Linked DNA regions of Mus musculus: region 1 is linked to region 2. The links are chromatin contacts, called in public promoter capture Hi-C maps. All regions are on one chromosome and are shown on one strand. The core of a region is the stretch at or near the end of the contact, and the rest is flanking DNA. Distances in the headings are between cores, read along the strand shown. Region 1 holds the start of Proca1 (protein interacting with cyclin A1). Region 2 holds the start of Wdr81 (WD repeat domain 81).

Region 1 (2,911 bases), core at 397-2,896, 2.7 Mb after region 2:
TGCTCAGTTTCAGGGATTTCCTGAAGCCTTTGAGTTGTTTACTTCCTGAGCTTAAGGAACTTTCCTGAAGGGGAGAATGTTTGATCTCCCTGCAGAACCGGCTGTGTGACCTTTCTATCATGAAACACTCAGAATTCTGAATAGGACTTTGGGTTATGATCCTCCCCAGAAATCCTTCACTGCACTTTCTGTACTACAGGAGCCAGGCCACTGGTACAGACACTTCTGGCTCAGTCCCAAGTCCTGTAACCAACACATATGACATCATTAACAACAGGGTCTTACCATTCAGTTTTGGAATGTTGCTGACAGCAGTGGTAAATAGCCCTATTGTTCTAGAGGCTTCCCTGACCAGCAACTCTAAGGAAGTAATCCACCCTTACTACTAGGGGGTTATATTTATTTATTTTTGAAACAGGGTTTCATGGTCAGCCCCAGGTGACCTGAAACTCAGAGATCTGCCTGCCTCTGCCTCCCAACAAAGGCACACAGGCCCATGCCACCACATCCGGCTTTCTCCCCTACCCCCCCCCCTCTTTTTTTTTTTTGAGTCCTGATCTTGGCTCTCCTGGAGCTCACGATGAAAATCAAGCTGGCCTCGAACTCAGAGATCTACCTGCAAGTGTGTGGATTAAAGGCAAACATCACCATGGCCAGCCTATCCTCTGCTTTTTGAGGTACACCTATTCTGGCTTTGGAAGCTGATTGGAGGTAAACTGAGAGATGTGACGTGAGGGATATCTGTGAAGCAGCTCTCATTCATTCACATCGTCTTGTACAGAGTTGGTTAACCCAGTGTGCATGTGAGAAGTCACCTCAATACTCAGTTCTCCCAGGGGCCTGCCCGAATGTGTAGTCCCATGAGGTGCATGTATAGGACAGTTGCACATATACTTTTTTGTTTTGTTTTGTTTTTGTTTTTCGAGACTGGGTTTCTCTGTGTAGCCCTGGCTGTCCTGGAACTCTCTCTGTAGACCAGGCTGGCCTCGAACTCAGAAATCAGCCTGCCTCTGCCTCCCGAGTTGCTGGGATTAAAGGCGTGCGCCACCACCACCCCGCACACATGTACTTCTTATGTTAGATCTGTGTAGACTTTTGGCGTCATCGTGTGTGATATACGAGTGAAGTGTGGACGCTGTGTTTGAGCAACGTGAAGGTTTCCTACTGGGATGGAGTTACCACGAATGTAAGTCACCTTACTTTCTCAACAGGAAAATAGGGCACTGTGGGGCCTAGGGATTGGGAGGAAATCTGAAGGGTAGATCTGAGGGGGATGGGTCTGGCGATCCGGGGTTAGGGGGCTTTAGGGTGTACTATACACAGTGGAGGAGGGACTTGTCACCAAGGAGACGCAAAGCCAGGATACCTGCAAGGACATACGTTCATGAAGATTGGTCCCTGGCTAACCTCCAGAAGGCGTGGCGGTCCTGGTGCTAGAGCTTGAATTTGGAAGGGGCGGGGCCAGCAACTGTTGTGGGCGGGGCTCTGGGCTAGAGTTTTCTAGAAGCAGGGACCAGCAAGGTGCTAAGTATGGGACTGAGTGCTGGGTCTGTAAGGTAAAGGTAAAAGCCCGTACTGGCGTTAAGGGTGTGACGAAGGGACTGGAAGGAGCTGGAGATCCCGGATGAAGAACCCGACTGACGCTTAGACCCGGGCTGGAAGACCTGAGGGGGGGAGGCGGGCGGGGGGTTGGGCAAGCATGAGGCGGAGCTAGGGGCTGGACTGGAGCTTACAGCTGGGCCGAGGGCTCGACCAAGCTGAGGTTCAACGTTGAACTCTGCGAGGTAGGGTCCTGTGGAAGAACTGGGCTGACAGCGATGTGGGTCAGGACGACAATAACGGTTAAAAGATGGACTGAGGAAAGGTCTGGCCGCAAAATTGAGAGAACCGAGAGAACTGGTAAGGGGCGGGGCAGAAGGATGGGGGCGTGGCTGGGCGTGGCTCTGGAAGTTTGCTTGACTTGGCTTCCTCCCGACCCAGGCTCAGCTCTTGAGCATTAGGCTGCAACCTCTGGCCTGGGCTACCGCCCCAAAGGCGCTAGGGTTCGGTAGAACCCTTGGCCCAATGCTCATCTGGGCTCCAGGGCTGGGCGGCCAGTTCCATTGACCTTGAGGGTGGGAAAGCGTCTGAGTATTCCACAAGTGACATCATAATCACCTCCAAGTGCCTAGCTAGGAGACATTTCCCAGAACAGGGCTCACTGGCCTCTCTTGCACTCTCCTCTCTCTCTCTCTCTCTCTCTCTCTCTCTCTCTCGCTCTCGCTCTCTCGCTCTCTCGCTCGCTCTCTTTCTCTCTCTCTCTCTCTCTCTCGCTCTCTCGCTCTCTCGCTCTCTCGCTCTCTCGCTCGCTCTCTCGCGCTCTCTCGCTCTCGCTCTCTCTTCCTTTTTCTTTCTTTCTTCCCTCCACACACCTTTTGTTTTGTTTTGTTTTGTTTTTTCGTTTTTTTTCGGGACATGGTTTCTCTGTATAGTCTTGGCTGTCCTGGAACTCACTCTGTAGACCAGGCTGGCCTTGAACTCAGAAATCCCCCCTGCCTCTGCCTCCCAAGTGCTGGGACTAAAGGCATGCGCCACCACTGACCGGCTTTTTTTTTTTTTTTTTTGTCCCTCCACACACATTCTTTTGGCTGCTCTAGTGCCTGTCCTCTGGGCCTCAAAGGAAGGGAGGGGTTTTGCAGGATAAGGAGGATCCTCTACAAATAAATGTGCATTTTGAGTTAGGTCCCTGCTACCTGTCCCAACGAAGAGACCACATGCTTTTCTCTTCCTTTCAAGCTATTACCATCTTCATTCTGCCACAGGAGCTCTGGACCGACTGCCTTGATCACCGCTCCCCTCTGTCCTCTTTGGACAAAGAGGCAGACTATCTCTCCAAATCCCACTTCTCGTTGATCCTTCCTGTTTTCCCTCC
Region 2 (3,157 bases), core at 378-2,877:
TACATAGTACGTGATGTCAGAGAGCACGTCAGAGATGTGGTGAGGAACATGGGGTGGCTCCCCACTTCCTGCACCACCTGCAACAAATGCCTGCCGGGTCATCTCATAGGTGAAGTCCAATTGCTTATCTCCCTTGTTGAGTCGGAACTTGGATTTACGAAGGTCTCGGAAGCGCCCATAAGGTGTGGTAAAGTCCACCACCCAGGGCAGCACTGGGTGATAGTTGGGATCCCCCTGCCGTCGACCTGCCAACCGATTCAGCTGCATGAGGTAGTGGAAGTTGCTGATTCGGCCATGGACCCAGTCTAGCACAAGGCCCCGAAGTTCTTTCTGGCAGGTGGGACACTCAGTTCTCCCTTCCCCCTCTTTTTCAGACTTAATGCCTGTCCCATTTTTCTCTTCAGAGCCCTCCTGGTTTTCATCCTCGGAAGGCATCTCGTAAGCGCTCAGGTCCAGCCGGAGCTCACTGCATAGCTTCTCGTCTACAGCAATGTGGTGCAAAGACAGAGCCCCACAGGCCAGCCCCTGGCGGTGACAGGCATCCATGGCCCTCAGAACACGGAAGAGAAGAAAGAGCACCTTGGCTTGGCTGTTGGTCAGCTTGGCAGGGCTGAAGGTAACTACATCATGCAGGGAGAATTGCACATAAGGGTGTACCACATAGAGCATCTCGGGCGACTCCAGCAAAGCCTCAGCTCGCAAAAGGCTGGGGCAGGCAGGGCTGCCCCGAGAGGGGCAGGGCCCATCCCTGACATTTGATAGACATGGGATGGATTCACCCACTGGCAAGAAGGTGCATCCATACACCCTCTGGAGAGCTTGTCGTATAGAGTCTAGGGCAGGTAGAGCTGAGGGGGCAGTGCTGTGGCTGTAAGGCTGTCCATAAGTGTGGTATGCATGGCGCCACAGGTTCCGGTAATTCTGGGCAGCCACCTCCTGCATGAACCGAGTGAGAGTTTCAGGGCTACAGGACCCCTCCTCAAAGGGCACGCCTCCACCCAGCGGGTAGGACAGTCTCCGTTTCCGCAGCCCATGCACCTCCACTCGAGTCCAGCCTGGGGGCAGCCTCTGTACCGAACGTTGCAGTAAAGTCCTGACTTCTGCTTCACCCAGGCCCTCAGCCCGGGGACAGGGTCCCAGTCGGCGCTCCCGGAGACTAGCCAGCCAACGCGTGGACACTAGGGCCACTACATGAGTGCCCCCCGGCGCCAGGGCCAGCTGCCGGGCATCAATGTTCAGATCTCTCTCCACGCTCCGGAGCAGCTCCTCCATGTCAGGTCCTGAGGAAGGGGACCAGCCCTCGGACCCTGCTGTAAGAACCACTTTCCGCCTTCTGCTCCCCTGGGCCATTTGGTCCTGGCCGCCTGGGGGCAGCGCAAGGCTGAGCCTGGCCACGGCCCTCCTCGCAGTGGCTTCCGGGGTGCCAGGCCGGGAAGACTGGGATGAACGAGGAGCGGGGGGTAGGGTGCAGGTGACTGCGCGAACCAGCGACAAAGGAAAGAAAGCCTGGGGGTTTTCTTACCCCTCCGCAGGGTCCTGCGCTCCGGGGCGCAGCAGGGCGGGGAGCGCGAAGCACCAGCGCTGAGCTCCACCGTGACGGGTCAGCTGATGCGGGTCATGTGATCTCCCAGACACGGAAACAACCGCACGTGTCTCTAAAGGGCCGGGCGAGATCCCGCCTCTTGCTCTTGTCCCCACCCCTGCTGAAGAGCCAAGGCTCAGTCTCTCCTACTGCCTTTAGGGGGCTTCGTCCGAGGCTCGTTTGGTTCTGGGGCTACGTGGGCAAACCAGCCGCCCTTAAATGCAGAGGAAGATCATCCTGAACAGGCCACTGGACCTTCTCCCCTCTCTGATTTCTCCTGCAGACTCTGAGACGCGGATCTAGTGAGGCTCATCTCAGAAATGCCAGCCCTTTAGCCAAGTGTCAGCTCTGCCAGCAGCAGAACCAGGCCTTTAGGCATACACCCTCTCAATGCTCCCATGCTACTCTGCAAACCAAGGAGTTTAATTTTCCAAAGCACTTGGTTAATAACTTGCCACTTGGCACACAATGTTCTGGGAAGTAGAGAAGTGGCCCAGGCACAAAAGTCTGGCGTTCTTAAAAGGAAATACTCTCCTGAGATTTCCTGTTGAAAATGTAGATGGCAGAGCACCAGCCAGCGTGGTCACAGCCTTGCAGATGCTTCTCTGCCTCTAGTCAAGATGCGACACAGGACAGAGAACAGAAACCAGAGAGCCTGTGCTCAAACTGCAGACTGCGGATCTCCCGACAAAGGTTTTGGTTCCAGCTCATACACAGGCCAGACCAGCAATAAAACCACTTGTGTGCTCAGGCATGGTCATGTGGTGTGTACGGGTGTGTACGGGTGTGTGTGTGTGTGTGTGTGTGTGTGTGTATAGTCTCCTACCTAAGAGTTTGGTGCCTTTAAAATCAGAGTTAGGGAAGAGGGAAGAGAGATGGTTCAGCGGTTAAGAACACTTCCGCTCTGGGGATCTGACACCTGGCTTCCACAAGCACCCACACACCCATACAAATACACACATTAAAAAAAAAAAAATCACTGGGCAGTGATGGCACACGCCTTTAATCCCAGCACTTGGGAGGCAGAGGCAGTCAGATTTCTGAGTTCAAGGCTAACCTGCTCTACAGAGTGAGTTCCAGAACATCCAGAGCTACACAGAGAAACCCTGTCTCAGGAAAAAACAAACAAAAAAAAACCCTTAAACTGGGCGTGGTGGCACACGCCTTTAATCCCAGCACTTGGGAGGCAGAGGCAGGCGGATTTCTGAGTTCAAGGCCAGCCTGGTCTACAGAGCGAGTTCCAGGACAGCCAGGACTACCCAGAGAAACCCTGTCTCGAAAAACAAACAAACAAAAAACCCTTAAACTCCAGGTGTGGTGGTACATAACTTTATTCCCAGCATTTGCAAGGCAGAAACAGGCAGATCTCTGTTAGTTCCAGACCAGCAAAGGCTATGTAGTGAGTCCCTATCTCAAAATGATTAAGACAGATCAGGCAGAGTATCATTGCAAGTTCAAAGCCAGTGTAGTTAAGGTAACGCCACCCAGGGCTACACAAAACCTAACTCAAAAGAGAAAGGGGTTGGGGGATGGAGAGATGGCTCAGCGGTTAAGAGCACTGACTGTTCTTCTGAA

Evidence for each region. Promoter capture Hi-C pulls out the DNA fragments that hold promoters and counts their contacts.
Region 1: a contact with region 2 is called in a promoter capture Hi-C map of embryonic stem cells, with 7 times the contacts expected there. The contact joins the promoter of Proca1 here to the promoter of Wdr81 in region 2. A contact is called at or near these places in 3 of 39 promoter capture datasets (embryonic stem cells, liver and pre-B cells).

Annotation. Positions count from the first base shown.
Region 1 is chr11:78,193,056-78,195,966 of GRCm38.p6, forward strand. Proca1 (protein interacting with cyclin A1) reads left to right here and starts at 1,647. Exons shown (of 4, transcript NM_001368876.1): 1 at 1,647-1,899. The coding sequence starts at 1,818.
Region 2 is chr11:75,453,090-75,456,246 of GRCm38.p6, forward strand. Wdr81 (WD repeat domain 81) reads right to left here and starts at 1,628. Exons shown (of 10, transcript NM_138950.2): 1 at 1-1,628. The coding sequence starts at 1,350.